2 separate regions of the Zea mays genome follow, and region 1 is linked to region 2. Evidence: chromatin contacts called from public Hi-C data. All regions are on one chromosome and are shown on one strand. The core of a region is the stretch at or near the end of the contact, and the rest is flanking DNA. Distances in the headings are between cores, read along the strand shown.

Region 1 (6,442 bases), core at 3,112-5,611, 140 kb after region 2:
ATTCTATTGGTGCGAATGAATAACTGCGAATGCAAGCTACACCACCTTGTTGCAGAAAGTAATCATGGTGTTCATGACGCAAGCAAAGGTGAAAGGAGGTGGCAGGTGCCATGATTTGAAGTTACGCCACGCCCACGCACGCACGCACGGCTTTTGCACGCACCGTCTCTGTTTCACGGGCAACCGGGTTCTGCTCAGGATTGTCGGATTAGGCAAGCTAAACGGGATTAGCGAGCCGAAGAATCCGTTTTAGAAACGAGGGTCGGGCTCAGCATATACTAGAAACAAGAGTCTGGCAGGGCTCTCCAAAGAAAATCAAAGAAGAGCACAGGCCTACAGCTGCACCCAATGAGAGCAGATCGCAACGCTGCTGTTGCAATCAGCGCCGATCGGACCCCATTATCTGAAGGACTACTAGTTTGTTTGTTTGTTTGTTTTACAGGTTGCTCCGTCGCTGCAGAGCTCTGTTGCAGCTTTACGACACGGTTTTGTTCAGTTGCGACTTGGGACCTTCTTCCTCGCAATTATGTATGTAATCATTGCCTAAATTTGCACTACATGTATAACAAAACTATTTATTTATTTATTTATTTATTTATTTATTTATTTATTTATTTATTATAGTATAATACACTGTAGGTCCTGTCTGAATGCCCGATTGTCTCATTCTCTCGAGGGCTCCCACACTCCAGTCGCGCAGAGGCAGAATGCAGGTGGTAGGTACACGTCGCAAGCCCCCGAACGCTCCTCGCGCTTGCTTCACGTCCCCCCGTTCAGCCGTTCTCACTTCTCAGAAACAAATACAGCAGCCACACGCCCACACCCACACGTCGTCGTCCGTCGCTCTGATCCTCCGGTCTCCGGAGACATAAATTCGCGTGATTCAGAAACGTGATGGAACTTGGAGCCCCATTACGTTATACGCGTTAGGACGTCGTCTTCTACGACGGGACCGGCCGCCGGCCGCTGCACCTGTACAACTCGCCATGGACGTCAATGCAATCCATATCCTGACGTGAACCGCGCGCGATTCACCAGTGCGTGCTCCGTGCGGTGATACGTTCTGTAGGCCTGGAAACCGACGGACGATTCAACGACGAGCGTGCCTGCCTGCTCGTGTCCTAATAAAAAAAAGGTAAACGCCTCGTTTTTTTTCCCGGTGGCACAGGGTAGGACACCTATCATCCCATTCTCCGCAACTCGAGTCCTCCATGGCATTGGCACTGTTCTTGCAGCCAGCTGTTTCAAACTAAAACCACTGGGACCTCAGGCCTATGCGAGTTTAATTACTACTAGTCTACTACCACAGGCTGAGAGCGTCCTTTTGGCTGTTGCTCTGATGAAACATTTTGTTCGGCTATCTGGTGTTGAGAGGTGAGGCGTCCGAGTCAGCTGCCGCCTGCCAAATGATTGCGTCCTGGCCTACACTACACAGTCCCTGTGCCTGACGACATCGGCGCAGCGACCTCCTGCTCGCGCCGTACGAGCCGGCCTTGATTTCAGCAATCAGCAGCAGCAGAAGCCGGCCGTACGCCCCGTTCCCTCCCCTGGAAGAAGCAAAACGAAAGTGGCCGACGAGACGCGTGCAGTGCAGGACCCCGATAGGTGGCGCGTCACACCGAGATAGCTCGCGCGCGCCGCCTGCTTCCCGGCCGCCCTCCCGCCGACGCACCGCCAAACCTCCGAGGGGCCCGGCCCAGATTGGTGATTGGTCCCCCCCCAATCGAATGGATGCCGAGTCACCTCACCAGTCATCAGCTCATCTCAGTGTCCACCTCTCCACCATCCTGTGCAAGAGTCTCACTGCTTGCTTCCGTTTTTTTACATCAGCTGTGTGTGCGCGCGCGCGCGAAAACCGCAGCGTGTTTTTCAGGTTCAGAGGCAACTTGACGAGCACGAGGAGGTACATTACACTGCACTGGCAGGCGTAGAAGCCACCCGTACTCTTTGGCTGCAGTGACATGTCACCTTATCCATGTCTTGGCTAGTTGGCTTGTTGGATTGGACCAGTCGAGATGGCGTCGCATTGCATTATCCACCCGTACTCTTGTTGGATCGGTCCGTGGCATCGAGATGGCGTCGCATTGCATTGCATTGCAAGGGAGGTTTTAGAGAGGCAGAGAGCGCTACGTTCGACCCATAAAAGCCAACCGAGCCGGCGAGCGAGAGGAGGGTGGCTTGACGCAATAATAATAATAATAATAATAATAAATCCGCCACCTTTAAAAACTCTCGTACCCAAAGCCCATGCCGCCATGTTGCGGGGCGTGTTGAAGGTTCAGTGAACGCGAACAGGCGCCCGGATTTCGTGTGAAGGTTCAGGAATCCGATGCGTCTCTCTGTGTGTGATGTGCGCGCGCCTGTGGTTCTCGTCATGCCCGTACGCGTGGGAAGTCCGCTTTGCTCTTTTCAGGGTTCTCGCGTGAAGCATGTACAGTACGTATGGCTCAACCTCAGAAGCAACCAAACAAGACGCCATTCATGAGGACGACTCACCGCTCTCGGATGCGCTGCGTCCTCCTCCCTCCAGGCTCCAGCGCGCGGGCTCCAGCTCCCGCCCGTCGCCGTCGGCCTGGACTCCTCCTTGACCATCCGCCTCCTGCTCGTCCAACCGGCCCCGGACCACGGCGCTGCGCCACCACACCAACCAAACCCATCCCCAAACAAAACCGACACGCGTCCGGACTAGGAATGGTAACGTGGGATAAAAACCCTGACGAGAATTCCGTCCCCGCTTGAATTATAATTAACCCAAACCGTATAGGTACTGCAGGCAGGAGTATACATGTCCAACGGGCCGTGCTGGACCGGCCCGGCACGGGCATGGCTGGACCCGGCACGAGGGGCGCCAGTCCAAGTCCGGCACGGTTTAGTGTCGTGTCGGGCCGGGCCGGCCCGCGGGCTGGCTGACGCAGCCTAGACCCGACACGGTTATAACACACAAAAAACAATCTAAAATTCAGAATTTAAAGATAATATTCAAATTTAGTTTAAATTCAATTAATTATATTTATAATTTTAGATACATACTTAGACAAAGAATTTTAGATACACATATAAACACATATAACAATTTCGAATACTCTTATATAATAACATATTATCAGTATTATAGCTAAAAACAGACTGACAGTTACAAAATAAGGTCCTAAAACGTGCCGTTATCGTGTCTACTAATTAATCGTGCCGGGCCCGTGCCTGCACCGCGGGCCAGAAGACTAGCCCAAGCCCGACACGGCTATCGGACCGGGCCGGCCCGGGCACGGTTCTAGTCGGGCTGGACCGTGCTCGTGCCGGGCCACGACCGTGCCGGGTCACGGGCCCACTGGCGGGCCGGTCCATTTGGACATGTCTAGGCAGGATAAATAAGAGCTCCGGTTTTTCACCTAACACTTGGCCAGTCGCCGTAACTATCGTACTAGTAGCAGTAACCATACTGGTTAAATCTCGATGTTATTTTTTCACTGCTGCGGCATGCGGTGAGCGAGCAAGCGACCGGTCATCAGGACCTTTTTTCCTGATTTGAGCTGACCAGAGCTCGGCAGCGGCAACCTGACATGTCCGCTGCCCGCTGAAGCTTCCGGCTTTTTCCGATGTATGTATGTACAAGCCCTGGAAAACGTCACCTCAAGAACCTGCCCAGCCCAGCCCAGCCCAGCCCAGCCCAGCCCAGTGCTGCTGCTGCATCGGTCACCGATCAGTGGTGGGTGCGAGACATCCTGGATCGCCAAGGAAAGGAACCACGTCCACTGTTCACGCCTCGGCTTTGCCCATATGATGCGTGCCGTCGTTATTCGTTAAGCTTCAGCTGAAACCTAATCGGCCGCAAGCTTCCACACCTACTGGAGCTGGACAGACACAGGCTCACTCCCTTGATATGTTTGTTGATCATGCATGCATACATCTAGTCGTCACACACGGTACGTGTATTGGTGTACTGGTCCAATTATACGGTCTAAACAAGTGCATAGTCTCGCTGTAATCCATGGAGCTCCACGGATAATGGAGGAATAGATTAATAACACCAATAATAATAATAATAACGAACGGTTGGTTCGATCGATGAGTCCCCGCCTAATAGCATATTTGGTGAGGCAACAATAGTACTGTCCTTGTGAGTAAGGTGGGTCCACTTGTCAGGCACCCTATCATCCCTGCCACTGCAGGTCTGCGGCGCTGCTGCATCTGCATGCCAATGACTGCATAAACAAGTTTCTCGCTTGCTTACATCATCCCCTCCACAGTTTACATCCTGTGATCCTGATAAGTTGGCACTTCACAGTTCAAACCCCCCACCAAATCTGAATCCCCCATACACCTCTCCCATATATATATCAGCCTTCCGCCCATCCCAACCCCAAGTACACAGAGAAACAAATACAGAGAGGCAGAGGCGCCATCATCTCCCTTCTTCTTCACCCACAAGCCTCTAGGTGCCTCACAAGTCCTCCTCCGCTGTCATCTCCCCTCTCCACTCCTCCCTGGTTTGTTCAAGAAACTTTCTTTGGACAAGATGGGAGTGCAGAGGTACAGGTTCTTCTGCTGCGGGTGTGGCGCCAATGCGGCGGCCGACGGCCGGGAACGCGACGAGGACGGGGGCTTCGGGGTGTCCGACGGCAAGGCCGAGAAGGGGGTCGAGGCCGGCCCGCGGGGGCTGTCGTGGGCGCAGGTTGAGGCGATGACGGGCGGGTTCACCTCGGCCGTGGTCGGCGAGGGCGGGTTCAGCACCGTGTACCTGGCGCGCCTCTCCGGCGCGCTCGCCGCCGTCAAGGTCCACCGCAGCAGCGAGCGCCTCCACCGCGTGTTCCGCCAGGAGCTCGACGCGCTCCAGCGCGTCCGGCACCCGCACATCGTCCGCCTCCTAGCCTTCTGCGACCAGCAAGGTGGGTCATCTCCTCTGCTCTGCTTTCTCGCGCTCCGCCTAGTGCGCCTTCCTTGTGCTGTGCTGAGTGCTGACGGAAGGCTCTGGCTTTTTTTTCCCCCCGAGTCGCAGACGAAGGCGTGCTGGTGCTCGAGTTCGCGGCGAACGGGAACCTGCACGAGCGGCTCCACGGCGGGGGCAAGGCCGCGGGGACGATGCCGTGGGCGCGGCGGGTGTCGGTGGCGCTGCAGGTGGCGCGCGCGCTCGAGCACCTGCACGACCGCTGCGAGCCGCAGGTGGTGCACGGCGACGTGAAGGCGTCCAACGTGCTCCTGGACGCGTCCATGTCCGCCAAGCTGTGCGACTTCGGGTCGGCGCGGATGGGGTTCTCGGCCGCCGTCCGCCCGCGCTCGTCCGCGCGCACCATGCTGGGCTCGCCAGGCTACGTCGACCCGCACTACATCCGCTCCGGCGTGGTCACCAAGAAGAGCGACGTGTACAGCTTCGGCGTCCTGCTCCTGGAGCTGCTCACGGGGATGGAGGCCTTCTGCGCGGAGGAAGGCCGGCTCCTCACTGCCGTCGTCGCGCCGCGGCTCAGGGCAGGCGACCCGCCCTGCGACGCGCGCGGGTTGGTCGACGAGAGGCTCGGCACCGCCTACGACGCCGCCGAGGCCGCCGCGGTGGCGGCGCTGGCCGCGGCCTGTGTCGGCGACAACCCCAGCCTCCGGCCGTCCATGGCCGACGTGGTGCGCACCCTGGAGCAGCGCGCGCAGGGATCCATCTCCGCCGTGGAGAGGAGATCGGACGGCCAGAGGAAGGTGTGAGCCACGAGGGCGGGGTCGTCGCGTCCTCCGAGGCGCCCAGATCTGGCTTGCCGACTTGTTAACTTGCGGTGCTGACGTGCGTGCATCGCACACGTGGCGCGCGAACATTGGTTGCTAGGAGAACAAAGCGTTGCTGGTGTGCGAGCACATCAAAAGGACGAATCAAAAAAGAAGTGGAGAAAAGCGTGGTGAAAATTGAAGAGAGAGAGAGAGAGAGAGTTGATTAGGGGAAAGGTTTGGAGGAGGTAAAAAGGCAGGGCTAATCTGTGTGCTGATGGGGGGTTTGCATCATATGTTATGTGCCAAAGCAGCATCTACTTGGGAGAGCCCAAAAAATATGGATCGTGCAGCACACGATTCTAAGATTTTGTTGATTCTTATTGGTAGTTTCTTTTGTTATTTTGGCAAAGTACATGGAGTGTTTCTTCTTTGTACCTATAATTTAGCTAGATTTCAATTTGTATTGGATTTGTTGAGAGCTTGGTTTGTTAAACCTGTGTGAATGGGGAAAAAATCGCTTCTTGAGAATGCGCCTTTGGTGAACGGCACAGTCATTGTTCAGAAATAAATTGGGCGCTGATACGATTTTATTCCGCTGTCAGAGGTCCAGCCGGACTAATAAATTGGGTGTTTGCATCAAAGCGTTCAAACCCTTAGTTTCGGGGGCACATATTCGCATCTCCTTTCTCGGGGACAACTCAAGCCGATTATAATACCAACCCATACCCTGCTATCAGTAGACGTAAGAAAACACTGC
Region 2 (6,940 bases), core at 3,119-5,618:
CACTTTGCCGAGTGTCAAGGCCATAACACTCGACAAAGAAGACACACCTAGGAACCGGTAAAGCTTATTTACCGAGTGTTGTGGCCTTGACACTCGGCAAAGAAGCAACCTTTGCTGAGTGCCTCCTAACGCACTCAGCAAAAGGAACTGGCAAAGGGACACACTTGTGCTCCCCGTTGCCAAGAGCTAGGCCACCTGACACTTGGCAAAGACGGAGCCTTTGTCGAGTGCCTCCTAACACACTCGGCAAAGGTACTGGCAAAGGGGCCCATGGGGAGCTTCTTTTCCGAGTGCCAGTACAATAGACACTCGATAAAAAGTGAGCCTTTGCCGAGTGTCACGGTGACACTCAGCAAAGTCTCTGTCGCCGTCACCGGGCGCCCGTGACGGTGACTTTTCTTTGCCGAGAGCCAGGTGACACTCGGCAAAGTCTTTATCAAGTGCCCGACAAAAAGCAATCGGCAAAGCATAAAAAACACTCAGCGAAGTCTTTGCCGAGTGTAACACTCGGCAAAGACTATTCAGTGCATCGACACTTACCATCTCTCGGCGCACACTGTGGGTGACACCATCACTGTTGGCGGGAGGAGGCAACATTTGCCACAAGAATCTCCTCGCTGCCATCTCGATTGGTCGACAAATGAGTTCTTCATTTTGCTTATTACCTTCTCGATCTCATGATTCCTGTCTAACTTCTCAATGTAGGTAATGGCGTGTGTTCTTGTCTAGTGGTTTGGTCAATGCTTGAGAGAGGGCGAAATAACCATTGTAGTTCAAAGCATTATTGAAAACTGTATGCCGTAATAGAATGGAACATAAATGTATTGAATTATTTTGTTTGTCAAAATATAGGAGATCGAGCCCCATTCTATTGTTCTAAAGCTTGTTTATTCATACAAAACTTTACTTCACATTGTCCAATTATTATGATAGATTAATGCATGGCATATGTATTATATGTCACAGTTTTGATTTTCTAGGTGCAACTAATAATTGAGCAAATCAAATACTCGATAATATATATACCTATACCACTATATAATATGCACCAGTTTAAACTTTGCAAAATCCACGTAACTAAATCGCCCAACACTCATAACCTCTACTAAATCCACCAAACAAATTGCGCACAGGCTTAACACACTGTCAAAACCAACGGTTCAGATCATTAAATAACCTCTTCTCCTTTACTCAAATCTAATAGACAATATTATTTGGATCATTCATCATTCCTCTCCCAATACGACCCCTTGACCACCTCCCCTCTCTAGCGCCGCCTCTCTAGCGCCGCCGCCACATAACATCTCTCCTTCTCCCTATTCTAAAATCGTAGCATTAGCACAAGATAAAAGATATATGTTAGTATTAGTAGCTTTATAAACACTAGGCACGCACGCATGCATATCAGCAGATGCATGTCGGCGCGGAGCTAACCACGCCTGAAAGAGTAGGGTACGAGCAATGTGCGGAGGCATCATGCGTCCTAGGGTGACAAACCGGTAAAAAGGAAAAGGGCATCGTCCCTTGTGCAAGAAAAAGGTGATGTTAAAATGATTGGGTCGCGACGCAAGGCAAATGATAAGATCGGATCAAAGCGAGAGCTAGCGTGGGAGGCTGTACAAGTGTGCGAGACTGAATTTCTTAATGGCTCTTGCGTTACGCCGCCTGACAGCGACACGACACCATGATGTGCCAGTTTCTTTTCATCTGCTATGGTATGTGTTTATATATACATATATGTTAACTCGAACACTACACTGACACACGGCATATATATATATATATATGTAAACATTTGTAAAGTTGCGGCTTTTCCACTGCAGCACAGCACGGCTGCTGGATGCAGCGGAAGAGCAAAAATAAAGGAGCCGCCTGGGCCGGTGCAGGCGTGGAGAAAGAAGAGAGCTTCCTCCTCCGATACCGGGAGCGGGCGCTTTGCTGCTTGTCGTGTTCTGTGGTGTCAGCGTCACGCAATGACACAAATAAAGCCGCATGCTGTTGATGAGGCTGAGATTACTTGTGCGTGCGTGCGTGCATGGCAGCATCAGAAAACGCACCGCACCGGCCAGGAATTTTACCAAGAGAAGGCAGATGCGCTCGAGCTAGCCAAACATTAATTTTTACACTTCCGCTAACTACACCCTTCAGACTCTAAGCTCTAACAGCAATCAGTAGCGATTTCGACTCTTCAGACACCAATGTCACGTCATAATATAATTTAAAACAACACATCTTTACACACCTGACCGGAGAGGATAGCGACTATGCATGGTCCACCATCGCATGCAGGTCGCAGCACACCTACTGCGTGCCGGTGAGACACGGTGATCGATGATGGTCCAGCTAAACACGTATGGTCCCGTGTGTTGCTGGAGAGTGGAGACCATCTAAGCATGTATGTATCTTTTTTTTTCCCTTCGTGGCTTTGTCCTCTTCAAGCCTGCAAGTAACTAATCAAGTCTAGTAGAAAGAACCGTCCATGATTGCAAGATGAAATCGCAAATCTAGCATAGCTTGTGGCTTGTGCCGCTGGACCACGCACCATGGTTAGCCACCACAAGCCTCTCGTACCTCCGATACCGAATCACATGCCGAGACGTGACTCCTAAGCTCGCCGAATAATTAGAGCTTGCCCCTGAAGGAACTGATGAATACCTTCCCAGTTCTCTCTCTCTCTCTCTCTCTCTCTCTCTCTCTCTCTCTCTCTCTCTCTCTCTCTCTCTCTCTCTCTCTCTGGCCCTTCATCTTCCCCTTCACCAAAGGGAGAAGTTAATCACAGATTAAGTTGGCGTTATTAGAGGAAAGGAAGCTTCTTTCCCGGAAGAAAACGACAGCACTGCACTGGCTTTGCGCTGTGTGCCTGGGAGGACCATTTCTGCCGCAGCAAACCTCCAAGATTGTTCTTGTCCAAGGTCGGGAGCTGTCATTGGCTCGACATGTTAAGCTTTGCCAACTGTTGGGCCCCTCCATAATCCCTGCCCTTGTGCGGTTGTACAAAGCTACTATATGCTGCACTACAACGACCTTTTGAATCAGCACCTATCCAGCAAGTGAAGCTAGGACCAACTGTTGACAACAATGCTTCAACGCCCCACAATCAAAGTGAGCCAGCCAATTTGGCTGGCCCTGCTGTGTCTGTGTGGGAGTTGTACGCCCGATGATACAGGTCTCCTGATGCCATCAGAACATATGTAGTAGTTGTTTACACTGCAATATCTGGCACCACTAACCAGGATGGCAGTGGTTACAGCACAACCATACCAATCTGACATAGAAATGTTGATGTACATCACCCAGCATTTTCCAGAAAGGTGAGCAAATTGCAGAGCTGACCATTGGCGTGGGAACTAAACAGACACTGACGCACAACTGCACAGGTATATTTGAGCTGGACCAAAGCAATTCACCAAACTCAAACATCGGCTTTAATCTCCAAGTGGTTGCTGTATTTGACACCTCTGAAGTTTCAAACGACTCACAAAATTTGGCCGTAGCCAAATGAGGATATCCTGCCCATGTGACCATCAGATCTGAGCAGTGACCTCCCTTCTGGTTGGGTTAAAACGCCATTCTTCAATGCTATCATGGTTTTACTGCAAAGGTTCCCCATGGTTTCACAAAAGGTACCATCACCTAAAGCACACACTTGAGTGAGACTGTCCTTACAGACCAAACACAAAGCGACCAAAATGTCACAGTGCCAGTCAGAAGTCCAGTTCACCTGAATATGCTGCTTAGTTACTGGTGCACTACTCTGGAAGACAGTCATGCATGCTTAATGATTCAGTGAGCAAACCAAACCCGCAGGGCATTAGAACTCTTCCAGATAATATCCATTTTGTTTGACCCGTCCAGATACTTTAAGCAATAGGTAACAGCCACTGGTATCATGTTCTCCAAGCCCAAAGCACACAAATCCTCCCAGTGCAACTCCAAACTGAGTTCAAATAGGAAACGATAATAGAACGGCAAGTTTTCCAAATACTTGAAACTCAGTTGAGTACAAGGTAGCTTTTGAGGAATCAGTTTGATTCCCCTTTTCAAAAAGCCAAACTCAACAAAAGTATCACATCTCAGGAGAATGGATTCTCTTCCGCTCAGCCATGACGATGACTGCCAATCAGAGCGAGCATGATCTGCAGAAGTCAAATGGGAAAAAAAAGAGGAAATTGTAAAGCTTCCATTTCTTTTGGTTGCTAATATAGGCAGGAAAAGGGTAGGAGATGAAAGTGGAAGTGGCGAATTATGAATTGTTGGCAGTTATTCCCTTGCCAGAGGGGGTCCAGCAAATAGTGAAAGCTATACACAGATACACACTAGCAACATGGAGAGACATGGCTCCCATGTTATCCCGTGCAACCCCTGTTCCCCACTTGTGCCCCTCCCGTTGCACATGGCCTTGTAACCAACCATTCCACCCTTCCTAGAGTTAACATTGCCATGGGACCCCCTTTCCATACAGAACAATTATCACCACCTTCCTTCCTCCGTTCCTTTGTACCCTGTACTTCTGTATTCAAACAGTGCTTTATTTTAAGTTGGTATGGTGCGGCAATATCTCTACTACGGTATAAGAAATTAGCGGTTACATGGATTATTACTGGCACTAACTAGCCTTGTTATGAACAGGATCTCACTACAGATCATGAAAGTGCAAAGAAAAACCATATGTGACAAATAATTGCAATTAGGGAACCTTTAATCAGCATCCTGTACCACGTGTAGGACTTGAGTTCATTAAGTCCAGGGATGATGTTGAAGATAAATATTCCATATTTGTAGAGTCCCCGTTCTTTAGAAAGCAATAGCTTTTATCATTTTTACTTTGATGCCTATCTACACCATCTTTCACTATCAGGCTAGTCATGGATGTGCTCATTTAGCAAGTTATAGATACAAATATATTTGAACTAGAGGGCTGGGTGATTTAATTAGCTATATTCCAGGGTTGGCCTTAAAGCTCAAAGGGGAACTGAACATCACAGTAGGAACTGCATGATGAATCTTGATGCCCTAGAAATATAGCAACCTGATGTTCGCTGATGGGAACATATGAGCATACAGATTCTAGCAACTTTTCAGCCATACGAGTGCGTTGGCCTTTGAGGGGTCTCTTTTACAAGCCATACTTACAGTTGCACAACTTTGGTGGCAATAATTTAAACTTGAAGCTGGATAAAAATTTGTAGAGCTTACATATAACCATTAAAGAAAACCTTTTGACCATTACTGCATAGCCCAGAACGGGAAGATTCTCACCAAGTTGGGCCTACAGGAGTAAAATAGCATAGTTATGATATGAGCCAAAAAAATCTCAAACAGCAGATGCCAGCCTTAAGATTTTTCACCTGAAATAAACATTTGGATTGAAACAAATGAAGTGTAAGCTCTTTTCCTTAGAACGGAATGCAATATCAAATATGAATGAATCATAGTAAACACGTCGTCATATCGAAGAGAATAATTGCATCTGATCATTATTATCTGGATTGACTCTTTACAGGTCATATGCTCCTAAATTTTGTACCACATGCTTGGCATTCAGAAACAGAATTCTGGAAGCAGTGAGCAACATTATATTAGAGTGAATGTACAATTGATTCTAATGAAAATAGTAGTGATGTCTTGAAGAGATCACAAGTAAGCACAGGATCTCTAGTCACTCAACTTGCTGGATAAGAATCAAAGTCCAGAAACTATTATACTTAAGTTTCACATAGTCATCCTCCTTATTTTATGTTATACACAGGTCACATCAAACAATACAGCCCACCCTTTCAATCATAGTCAAAAGGATATATCCTTCAAATAGTTTATCCTTGCTTCACCCGACATAACTTGCATTATGTACCAAAGACTACATAAGCTGCTTTACAAAAGAAGGAAGCAATACATGTCCTATGAGAATTTGGTTACTGGCCTAAATAATGTTGGATGTGATATGGTGCAAGCTGAGTACGCTGACAGAAGGATTGTTCAATATAATAGGATAATAATCCACTCACCTCAATGTCGTTAATCAGCATCTCAGAAAGAGTATTAAATGTTAGGAGTTACTCAGTAGCATTCTTAATTGTATTACACTGATTTGCAAATCTACCAAAAACGTTGAAAACAATGATATATCTCTACATAAACTCTATAGAACTCACATCCCTTTCTGTTACTTCAGATAAATTAGTAGCCTATTTTCCTTGTTCTTTTTTCCTAAGTTAAGCACAAACCTTTTTCTGATAATTATATCGTTTATTGAGATGTACTGAATGAGTTGGAGAGTGAAACCCTAACCCTAACCAGGCTTGGGAGTGTATATATATAGTTGAGTGTTGTAGGCCAAGGCCCATTACAAGGGAGATATACACAGCAACGTAAATAACACTCTAACAGAATGAAAGCTGAAAAACACCAGAACAAGACATGAACCAAAGTGTCAAAAAACAAAACAAAACATAGAATAGATAAATATCATTTACTCAAACCCAAATGCTTGTTAGACTAGAGAGGAATTCCAAAACTAGGTATACTTGAGTACTCCACCACCCATCTAAAGGAGTGAAATAAAACTTAGTTGGACAACTGGGTCTGCACTACAAAATCAATTAAAGTGCTAACTTGGTTTAGTTAGTTTTCCACAACCCTTTTCTGAAGATCCGAGAATCCTTCCAGGTTAACCACCATATATTGGGTGGCATATGCTTGTCCCAGCAGTAAACCTGCATGGAGGATACAAAGAGCTTACATAGCTACTACAAAGTGCACCACGATATTTGGGTCAAATGTTGCTGTATGTTACTTGGGTCAAATGTTGCTGTATGTTACTTGGGTCAAATGGTGCCAAGGGCCTTGCTGCCATCTGGCCGGAGTAGAGTGGTGTGTGTGGTCGCCTTTTCTTTGTGTAACAGATGATCACTATTGTGTCGGTTTTTGTCCATTTTGGACC

The links. Hi-C and Micro-C count contacts between places; a contact is called where the count stands out from the background.
Region 1: a Hi-C map of ear shows a contact between it and region 2, with 1.7 times the contacts expected there. The contact joins the promoter of LOC100286253 here to the enhancer-like site in region 2. A contact is called at or near these places in 6 of 25 Hi-C or Micro-C datasets (ear, endosperm and leaf).

Annotation. Positions count from the first base shown.
Region 1 is chr1:229,271,331-229,277,772 of Zm-B73-REFERENCE-NAM-5.0, forward strand. LOC100286253 (protein kinase domain containing protein) reads left to right here and starts at 4,362. Exons shown (of 2, transcript NM_001159140.1): 1 at 4,362-4,883; 2 at 4,994-6,199. The coding sequence starts at 4,514. The coding sequence ends at 5,685.
Region 2 is chr1:229,126,988-229,133,927 of Zm-B73-REFERENCE-NAM-5.0, forward strand. It overlaps LOC103643369 (a long non-coding RNA gene), which reads right to left. Exons shown (of 6, transcript NR_163820.2): 2 at 6,794-6,940; 3 at 5,349-6,713; 4 at 5,197-5,269; 5 at 2,572-4,136; 6 at 2,094-2,440. Among protein-coding and RNA genes, the nearest start is that of LOC103643369, 5.6 kb to the right of the region's middle. Within about 2 kb of position 4,369, at least 11 of the 20 cell types and tissues checked have an H3K27ac peak or open chromatin away from gene starts, as enhancers often do. A contact at or near this core is called in ear, where this site is marked.